Regions from separate parts of the Mus musculus genome. Here all the other regions are linked to region 1. Evidence: chromatin contacts called from public HiChIP or PLAC-seq and promoter capture Hi-C data. All regions are on one chromosome and are shown on one strand. Each heading gives the region's core, a stretch centred on a gene start, on an enhancer-like site or on the middle of the called end of the contact. The rest is flanking DNA. Distances are from core to core; before and after follow the strand shown.

The links. Promoter capture Hi-C pulls out the DNA fragments that hold promoters and counts their contacts. HiChIP or PLAC-seq counts read pairs in DNA pulled down with a chosen protein or histone mark.
Region 2: a contact with region 1 is called in a promoter capture Hi-C map of 3T3-L1-derived adipocytes, with 5 times the contacts expected there. The contact joins the promoter of 1700029H14Rik here to the promoter of Gas6 in region 1. A contact is called at or near these places in 2 of 39 promoter capture datasets (the 3T3-L1 cell line and 3T3-L1-derived adipocytes), 3 of 484 Hi-C or Micro-C datasets (Sertoli cells, embryonic fibroblasts and tail fibroblasts), 3 of 115 datasets of contacts at active chromatin or transcription factors (embryonic stem cells and pancreatic cancer cells) and 1 of 9 other capture datasets (liver).
Region 3: a contact with region 1 is called in a CTCF HiChIP or PLAC-seq map of the NIH/3T3 cell line, with 9 read pairs. The contact joins the enhancer-like site here to the promoter of Gas6 in region 1. A contact is called at or near these places in 1 of 39 promoter capture datasets (the 3T3-L1 cell line), 1 of 15 datasets of contacts at CTCF or cohesin (the NIH/3T3 cell line), 1 of 484 Hi-C or Micro-C datasets (nephron progenitors), 4 of 115 datasets of contacts at active chromatin or transcription factors (embryonic stem cells, intestinal crypt epithelium, intestinal villus epithelium and 1 more) and 2 of 9 other capture datasets (liver and pancreatic islet).

Annotation. Positions count from the first base shown.
Region 1 is chr8:13,492,867-13,496,164 of GRCm38.p6, forward strand. Gas6 (growth arrest specific 6) reads right to left here and starts at 1,669. Exons shown (of 15, transcript NM_019521.2): 1 at 1,395-1,669; 2 at 980-1,146. The coding sequence starts at 1,473. It also overlaps a transcript of Tmem255b not described here.
Region 2 is chr8:13,560,997-13,564,377 of GRCm38.p6, forward strand. 1700029H14Rik (RIKEN cDNA 1700029H14 gene) reads right to left here and starts at 1,465. Exons shown (of 9, transcript NM_025601.3): 1 at 1,163-1,465. The coding sequence starts at 1,352.
Region 3 is chr8:13,593,429-13,596,511 of GRCm38.p6, forward strand. It overlaps Rasa3 (RAS p21 protein activator 3), which reads right to left. Exons shown (of 24, transcript NM_009025.2): 6 at 2,381-2,461; 7 at 1,907-1,979. Among named protein-coding and RNA genes, the nearest start is that of Gm34795, 11 kb to the left of the region's middle. Within about 2 kb of position 1,618, at least 197 of the 459 cell types and tissues checked have an H3K27ac peak or open chromatin away from gene starts, as enhancers often do. A contact at or near this core is called in the NIH/3T3 cell line, liver and pancreatic cancer cells, where this site is marked.

The sequences.
Region 1 (3,298 bases), core at 419-2,918:
ACATCATGTGATCCTTACTTCACCCCAGAAGAATTCTTTGAAGGGAAAATGCCAGCGGAACCCAACATTGTGAAACCATACCGATTTGGCAGGTGTTGGGGGGGGGAGTGGGGGGGGGGCTCTGCATCACTACGGAGACCCGTGGGCCAGTCCAGATCTCAATCAACCTCACGCATGCCCTACGCTGGGGTGTGTTCCCCTCATGAATCCACTCAGCCCCCACGCGCACCTTCTGGGGAGAGTCCTGTGCATACATAGGCTGCTGGCTGCAGTTGGCTGTACGCCTGCTCCATTCCCCAAGGACATTATTAATAGAAGTTTGTCCTGGGCCAGCACAGCCCTTGCAGAGGCAGGTGCCGGCCCTCTTCCTCACGTTGCTCCCCACCCGCCCGTATGCATGTTCTTAGCACAATTCCAGCCATCGTATTTTTGGACCTGCTGCAGCAAGCAATTCCAGCTTTGAGATCTTTCAATTCCTCTTTCAGGAAAACCCTGGGTCCCTCCGGAGGAAGACCAAAGAGGAGCCCCACCCCTCACCTCCAATCCAATAAAGGGACTGGCAGTCTTAGGAAGCCTTTGAGTTTCAAATCACTGCGGATTTTTCCCACGGGTACTTTCTTTTCGAGGGTAGGGGAAGATTTAGTTTCAGAGTCTACTGAAGGGATCTCAGTGGAGCCCACTCAAGGATACGCTTTCTACTCCTGAAGAGGAGAGGACTTGTGGGTCAACTGAGAAACTTGGGCTCAAGAATGGAGAAGTGCAAGGGGGTGCGAAGAAGGCTCAGTGTCTAAGAGTTCTGGGGTGCACGTGGTGGTGCGGTCCACACAAGGATCCTTACATCTCCAGAAAGGATGTTTGGGATTCGACAGTCCCCGGGTCTCCTGGACCCTCACAGGGTGGGAGTCGGAACTTGCGGCCCCCAAAAGTATGGGTTCTGGGACGCCCAGGACCCACCCCGCGACCCCTGGCGCACGCTCACCGTCTCGGGGTCGTTCTCGAACACCTCTCTGGCCTCCTCTTTGCTGCACACCTCCTCCACGCACTCCCGTTCCAGGTGGCCCTGCTTGGCCTCCTCGAAGACTTGGTAGGCGCGGCGCTGCCTGGGCCGCAGAAACTGCGCCGCCTCACGCGCCCGCAACAGCACAGCTGCAGAAAGAAGGGTGTACGGTCAACCTACACCCACTCGGGGCTGGAATGTAGGGGGTCTGGGATGCTGGGGATCGTAATGCCTGTGTGTCTGGGATGCTCCGGGTCCGTGATGCCTAGAGCTCAGAGGTCCGGGGACAGGATGCCAGGGTGTCTGGGGTACCCGGCACCAGGATGCTGCGCCGGGGTACAGGCCTGGAGCCCCACACCACGGGGTAGTGGGTTTGGGGGACCCCTGCGGTACTCACTGTGAGAAGACTCGGAAGCCAGCAGGAGCAGCAGAAGCGCAGTGCCCAGGGCGGCGGCGGGCCCGGGCGGTGGCGGCATGGCGAGGCCGGTGCCGGGGAGCCTAGCAGCCGGGAGCGTGCGGTCAGAGCACCCGGGAGGCTGAAGCGAGGCGCGGACGCCGCGAGACACGGGCTCCGGTCATCCTGGCTAAGCGACGGTGAAGGTCACATCCCTGCGGCGGCAGCGCCGCACCCGGCGCTCGCTGCGGTTCTGGGCCGTGAAGGAGGCAGCGGGTGAGGGCGGGGCTTAGGGCGGGTGGGGGTGGGGCCTAGTGTGAGTAGGGCGGGGCCTTTGGGGGCGGGGCCGAGCTGGGTGAGGCAAGGCAGGCTGACTGGTTCGACTCCAGTATCCTCAAAATTTCACTGCTAGAATGCGGTAAAATGAAAGGAGAATTGTATCTGGGCATCTGCCCAGGTACAATTTGACCGTTTTCTATCCTCCTCTGCAGACATCGTTTTCGGAATCTTCATTCTTGGGCACATTTTCTAAAGAGATGCAACATCCACTAAGGAAACAATAACTGTGGCCACACCCAGTGGCGTGGAGGTCCACGGTGCAAGATGTTATTCCCTCTGAAATCTGATTTCCACACCACAGGCTGAAAGCAGCATTGTGTATTTTCCAGTACCAAAGCTTTCTGGCTCTTGTCTCAGGGCACTTTGCAAGGTCATAGATGCACACACACACACACACACACACACACACACACACACCTTGCAGACCAATCACAGAATGCAGATATGCAGCAGCCTGCCAAAACCCAATAGGGTAGATGTTCCTGAGACATCCTTACCTCAGCATTTTGATAGAAAAGGATAAGGAGTCACCCTCCCCCTCTTTTCTGGGTGAATGCAACCCAGATTCTTGGGAGCACACAAGGTCAATACTGGTGGAATTCTTCTTTAAGGTCATCCGTTTGAAGGTGGGGCTAACAAATATCTTAATTTCAGAGAAATGACTGCCATGGGAATCATCTTGAAAGGGAATTAAAAATTGGATAAGCTGTGCCTGCTTCCAGACCAGAATCACGGCACTCCCAGGAAACCAAGCCAAGAACTTCAGAAGCCAGAGAGCACCCCGAATTTCCTAAGGCTGCCCCAGGCCTACAGACACCATGTGCTTGGAATGAATATTTGCCGTATTAATTTTCTGCTCTTTCTTAAGAAGGAACACTGTTTTCAAAAGTGGTGTTGGTTATTCACGAACACTCATTCCAAGCCAAGTAGAGGTCCGCCATTTCTGAAGGTTCTGAGGAACGGGCATGGGTGGAGGTCAGGTGGTTTGCATGTCTGCAGTTGCTGCTGCCTGTACACCTGTGGAAGGTTGGAGGAAAGATGATTTGATTTTTCTAGTTACTTGAATCCCTTCCTCCCCCCTCCCCCCATGAGAGACAGCTTCTCTGGCTTCTATGGTGTGGTCGTGACTCAGACAACCAGGACCCAGCACCACCTCAGCTCGATGGAGTTATCCAGATCTTTTGGCTTCCTTTAGCCTTGACCTCAGTCTCCCCTACATTCCCAGTGCATTCTTTCTGCTGGGCATCCCAGTAAAGATGCCTCACATTATACAGACCGTTGGTTTAATGAAGAGAGAGCATCCTCCTGGATTTGGCTTAGAAAACAGAGCAAAGAGGAAGCAAATGTGGAGGGAAGTGGAAGGCTGGATGGAGGGCACTCAACCGAGTCATCAACACAAACAAACAACAAACAAAACAAATGAAACAAACAAACAAACAAACAAACAATTCCCTTTCCAAGGCAGCCATGGGAAACCTGTAAGAAACGACCCGGGTAAATATTTCACATTTGAAGTGCCCTGCAATGGAAATGGTGAGGCTCAGCCCCACAGGGCAGGAGGTTGGAGC
Region 2 (3,381 bases), core at 215-2,714, 68 kb after region 1:
CCTCAGCTGGAATTACCTGTTCCCCACAGTGGCTTTGTGACTCAGACAGAAATTCCAAAGTGCTAGAGAAGAGTTCTTATAGATCAAGCCCAGAGCGTGAGTTGGAGGGCTCCCTTACAGAGCTGGCTGGCCCTTTCCTGGGGGTTAACTTGCAGGCTAGTTGAGGGAAGTACAGGACAAACTTCCTCACCAGTTGATCCTCTTAGTCTTTCCATCCATTTCAAACCTCACCCCAATCTCCCATGCCTTCTCTCATAGAGATGCCGGCTGCTTAGCCACCTGCCTCCTTTCCAGAAAGGAGCCTGTCCCTTCTTGTACTTAGCACACCTGGCCTTGGTCTGTACCCTGTGTCCCTTTCTCAGGAGATCCCGTGCTTGTCTCTGCATTGTCTGAAGTGCTGTACTCAGAGTTGTTGACATCTGTGGATGTCCCAACAGTGAGAAGCAGAAGGCTGAGGCCTTCTGGCCAGGGCTGAGGGATGTTACACAGCTCTGCACTGTAATTCAGACCTTGGCAGTTCTCACATGCCCCAGGGAGAAAAAAGGGTAGGTTTCAGTTCAATCCCAGCCTCAGATAACAGTCTAGAGGGTCAAATAATGAAGGTGCCTGATAGGAGGTCTGCTGGTGACTTATTTTCAGAAGATTTAAAAATGGACGGGGAGGGTTGGAGAAACGGTGCTCAATGTAATTCCAAAGGTCTCAATTTTGATTTCCAAAACGCACATGGGACTCAAGTCTAATTCCAATGCCAGGGGATCCAAGGCCCTCTTTTGGTCTCTGCAGCACTGCATGTCCATAGTGTACATACACACGTGCAGGCAAAACACCCATATGTAAGATAAAAGGACTGGAAGCTCCCCACACTCCCAGAAACATGTACACATGTGACTGTGTTCCAGAAGACGCTAACTATTAGGAGACTCTTCCAGCCCTGATCTTTCTTATTAAGAAAAGCCCCAAGCAAAGAGCGGTCAAAAGAAAGGCAGGGTTTCCATTGCTTGGTGCAGTTCTGGAGTTGGAAACCAGCTACCTTCTCCTAATGGCAATGTGTCTTGCATGATACACCTACTGCCCATGTCCAGATGTCCACAAACTGTACTTTCTTAAGGCTGGGCCAGGTCTGCCTGCCCTCCCAGTCCTCCAGGAGGGAGCCACCCCTTACCTAGCTCCTTGCGTAGCAGCTTCCTGATGCAGACTGGTGGATCCCCCTTCTGGTGCAAGCCACCCACACTCCTGCTCCTCTGGAGTTCCGCCCCGTCACTGGCGGCCTTGAGGTATGCAGGGGTTATTCCTGAGGGCAGGGCGCCAGGCCCAGGCCGGTGCTTCCTGTGCGCGGCGGGGTCCTTCTCCATCCTGACCCAGAGGGAAGGAGGGCGTCACCAGCACAGCCTCAGACCAAAGGCATCTCTGCCAGCCTCTCCCTGCCTCTCTGCCAGCAAAGTGGTCCAGCGCGATCTCACTCACTGTTGCTATGACGCTGCTGTGACATCACAAGATAGAGCTGGATGGTTGTTGAGGGCTGTCCCAGAGGTCATGCTGGCTCTAGGTTTTTTGGTTTGGTTTTTTTTTTTTTTTTTTTTTTTTTTTTTGAGTTTGGCAGTTTGCTATCTGCCACTTTCCTGTACTTCGGTATTCTTTAACAGCGAGGGGCTTCTAGATGGCAGTGTCTCACAAATGTGTGCTCCTGAAGCCAGTGCTCTCTCCCATTTGAGAATCTTCCTGTTTCTATGGGCGTGAGGATGGCAGGAAGCAGAGTCAGGAAAATAAATGGCCCTGGGGCAGTGTGATCTGGTTTACATTCAGGCCCGTGGGTCAAAACTTACCACTGAGAGCAGGGCTTGGTGGGAGACATTTTGATGACTTACACAGACAGAGAAACCTGCCCACACAGGACCTCGACCTCAGTTGGGAACATGTCTCCCAGCTGAAGGCTAGAAATCAAGGAGGGGCAGGGATGTCTCCCCTGCAGCCTCTCCCAGGGTCTACAGATGTCATCTTCATGGACTATCCCCCCAATCTGTTTCTTCAGCTCCTCTATGACAGCAAACACAGTGGATTGGGGCTCCCCCCTGGTGCCAACATAGCATACAACTCTCCCCTGAGGGGATAGACATTTGCTTTACAGCTAAATACAAGTGACCACTGCCTCAGAGCACATTCAAACGAACACAAACTCAGTGTTCCAACCTACTAACCGTTGGACAAATTTTTTTCTTTTAAATTATGAGTATGTGTATGTCTGCGTGTGGATATGTGTTATGTGGATACGTGTTAGGGATTGGTCTGGTGCTGCTGTGTATTCAAATGCTAAATACTGGCTCCCAAGACCTGGTTGTGCCCAGTGAGCAGATCCTTATGTATACCAGTGATGCTATGAAAACCTTGCTCCCCAATTTAAAACCACTGGCTAAATAAAGGTGGCTATAGCCAGTTACTGGGGAGAATATGAAAGATGCGGTTTCAGACACTGGGCTGGGGGTTGCAGGTGGGGACCACGAGGAGGAGAAAGAGGGTGGATGAAGAGGGAACCGGAGACTCCCATTACATGTGATGGAGCAGGATCAGGTGCCCAAATGAAACGCACCCCCACCCCACCCCCAACCCCAGGTCAGACTTCTGGACCAGAAGTAACTGAGGTGGGATTCGAACAGCCAATTTTTGCTTTGGAGGAGAGCAGCTGAGAACAATACAGGCAGCCACGTGAAGTTAGAAAGGATTGCTGCATTAGATTAGCAGATAAAAATAAAAATAACTCCATGCAGAAAAAAGAAGGTATGTTATGTTGGGAGATTTTACATTTGTTCCATAGGAAAAGAAAAGCTATGGAGTCCTTCCAAATTGTTAAAGATCAATAAAGATCAGATACGACTGGAGAAGAGTCAAACCGCAAGTATTGGGGGAGTGCAGCTGGGAAATTAAGTATAATAATCTATAGAAATATAGATTAGGGGTAATTCCCCAATAATTGTACAAGACAGAATGAAATAATCCATAGGACTCTGCCTCGGTTATTGGGGGGGGGACTGGCTGTGTCATATTAATAACTATAGTTTCTTAAACTCGATTCTAGTTATGCGCGCATGTGAGTGCAGGTGCTGGCGTGGCCCAGAAGAGGGTGCTGGATCTCCCGGATGTGCAGACAGTCACGAGGCATCCGATTTGAGCGTGGGGAACTAAACTCTAATAGCAAGATGTGCTCTTAGCACTGAAGTATCTCCAGCCCATGAAGTTTTTATATTAGCAGGACAAAGGAAGTCAGGAACAAAAGCACTTTTCAAATACACTGTTGGACATTGTAAAAAGATGTCTACAGAAAGGCAGAGAATCTCGGCTCTGGGCTGCAGATGCTGTCCCAAGGCATTCGTAGCCCTTTGGTTGGGT
Region 3 (3,083 bases), core at 368-2,867, 100 kb after region 1:
TAAGTCAAACAGTGATTTCAAGCCCTGCTAAGTCTTGTAAGCTGGGTGTAGCTGCTGAGTCACAGGACGGAAAGATTGACAGCAGCAACAGCAGCACCTGGAGTCTGAAATGGGAGGGGCAGGGGCCCCGCCTGCCTTTGGCAGTCTTATAGGTGCCCACGACGTGGTTCTCAAGCTTCTCCAAGACACTGAGTTAATCCTATGTGCTGGAGCTCATGTCTCTAGCAAGTAAATTGGCCACACACAGCGCCAAAATGCAGGGTCTCACACGGTAGGTACACGGTAGAAATGAGGTTGCCACCAGAGCAGATATGGTTTTAGAAGAGTCTGCCCTCGCTCCTACCATACCCTAACAGCCCAGTGGAGGTACTTCAGGGGCCTCAGACAAGGACAGACACTGCTGGCTTTGATTTTCAAAACCTACTAAACTGATATTTTCTGACCGCAAGTTCATGCATAGCGGGAGAGCCTGCGGTTGGAGTGAGCGCCCACTGCCTTGTCCCGCTCTGTGAGCTCTCCGACTGCCTGTATGGAAAGGGTTTCCTAGCCACACAGTGGTGGAGTACTACTCCCCACCACTGCTCCCCGCACCCCTCAGGCCGTAGACCTGCCTTCAGGCCTCTTGCTCCCTGCTTCCACCTAGCCTCCATTACAGAGGAGTTCATGGGATTGGCTCTGAAGATTGTCCACTGTTCTGACTCCTAACTTGATCCCACAGCACCCTTGATTATGCAGAATTACAGAGTCCCCATGGCTCTGACAGGACCAGTCTCAGGTCAGGAGCCCCACTCAGGCTACTCAGGAACCCACACTTGAGAAGCCCCACCCTCTGCAGCACTATAGCAGGCCTCCATGCCACCGAAGCTGTGTGGCTTTTTTTTAAAAAATCTATTAACTGTGTTTTTGTATCTGTGCAGTGTGTGTGTATGTGTGTAGGTCAAAAGTTGCTGTAGGATGTCTTTCCTCAACTGATCCTCACTGTTATTTTTGAGACAGGGTTTCTTTTCACTGATTTGGCTAGCCAATGAATATCAAGGACCCACCTGTCTCCTCACCCTAAGAACTAGAATCACAGGCGTGCACGCCCATACCTGGATTTTTAGTGGGTTTTGGGGACCTGAACTCAGGTCTCTATGTTTGCTTGTCCAATACTTTACTGACTGGGGCACCCCCCACCCCCCCACCCCCGGCATCCCACACTTCTTAAAAATTAAGGTCTAGCTATTTAACATCCCTTAATCTAAAAGTGGCTATGTAGACCAGTCTGTCTTTAAACTTGTGGCGATTTTTCTGAGTGCAAGGGAGTTACAGAGTTGGACCAGCATGTTATGGACAGATCACCATAACATGAGGCTATGAGCCACCTCCATCTTTCCCTTTCCCTCCTCCTGTGTGGTAGGCTCTGAAGGTGGGAACCGAGGCTTTGCTTGTCTCCCCAACCCCCCCAAACCTGGTGCTGAAGCACAAACAACAGGCACCAAGGCTGAGAGGAGCCTCCAGCCTCACCCTTCTTGACTCGCCCGCTCTGGTTCCGAGAGGCCCCAGGGTGCTCTGGGCTGAATCACTTCCCCTTTTTTTGCTCAAACCCTCACGTTTCCGGAGAAACGAACCTCGCCCTGCTTGGGGAAGCTGTGGTGAAGCACAAGCCTCAAAGCCAAACAACCCAACCCTGTGTCCTGGTAACTGTGACTCGGCCATTCCATCTGCCTCTTCTGACTGGAGCCAGATGGCTCAGGAAGAGACACTTGGCTTTGGTCTCCTGAGACTGAGGGAATCTCTAAGGGAACCAAATGCCATCCAGATCCGAGGCTCCCTGGGCTGGGCCAGGACAGCACCCGAGACACAGTCATGTGACTTGCTCCGGGTCTCTGCTGAGGCTCAAGGTTCTTCCCACCGAAGCACCGACCTCAAAATAAAACACCTCGTCAAACTGGGGGTTGTTGGTTTTCTTCTTCACCTTCGTTTTCTTTGCTTCAGACCTGTAGTGAAGAAAGGAAGGATTGGTTGGGAGAAAGAAAAAAAAATGGCCGTCAGCTCCAGATGGGTTTGAAACCAAGCTGTCAAGCATACAGTTGTTTACCACCTTTATTTATCTCGCAAGTATTGTCTCTCTCCACTCCCAGATGGTATGTAAAGCAGGGACCTTTTCTGAGCCCAAAATACCCAGTACAAGGCTCACAAAGGCTTTCCGGGAAACAAAGACAGTTTACAGCAATAAACCTATAAATCTATAAAACACATCCTACTTCAAAGTATACCTGCCCTCCCGTTAAAAAAGGTGCCAACCTCTTGGCTCCAGGGCTTTACCCCGCCCCCACCCCCCAGCCCCCATAACCCAGAACTGAAACTGGCAGGGCAGGGCATCAAAGGGACAACTTGCCTGAAGGGTCCGGCCAGCGTCACTGTGGCGTAAGGGTCACACTGCCCGTTCACAATGGGGAGACCCTGGCACTCGAAGATGCTGAGACACAGAAGACAGTGGTCAGGGAAAGGATGTGCCAAGCCAGTACTTACCGGGCCAGGTGTGCTATAGCCTGGCAAGTTCTGGCAAGAATGTGGATCAGCAGTTACCAAATGCTGCCGAAGGACAGGGGTCCAAGCAGGTGGCCTTCATCAAACTACGTCTTAGGGTATCGAGCCCTCTGGCTACCACCATCACAGCCTCTCCAAAGCACCTAGGTGACAGACAGCTAAGTACCAGCGTGTCACCCAGGGCCAGCACTGCCCTCTGCTGCTCAGAGGCCTGCACTCATAACTCCTTCATGGGTCCCCTCTTGCCTCCTGGGAGTGCAAGCTCTCAGCCTGGAATCCCACAACTGCCTATAGGCAGGAGATCTACAGTGACGGATCACGGTTGTCTATGTATTTTGACACCAGTATTTGCCTACACCGGCCTGTGAGTTCCGTATCTAGGCTTTCGGCTGACTCTTGGTTTTTAGTTCCCGTCTCCATTGATACTGGCCTTTGAGGCAGATGTTAGCCTCTGTGAAGTTTAGGAGGCTAGAAGAACACTAAGGGTTCCCTGGCTCCGGAGCTGGTGAACTAGCCAAGAGTGGGTGCTGGGGATGAAACGCTGGTCCTCT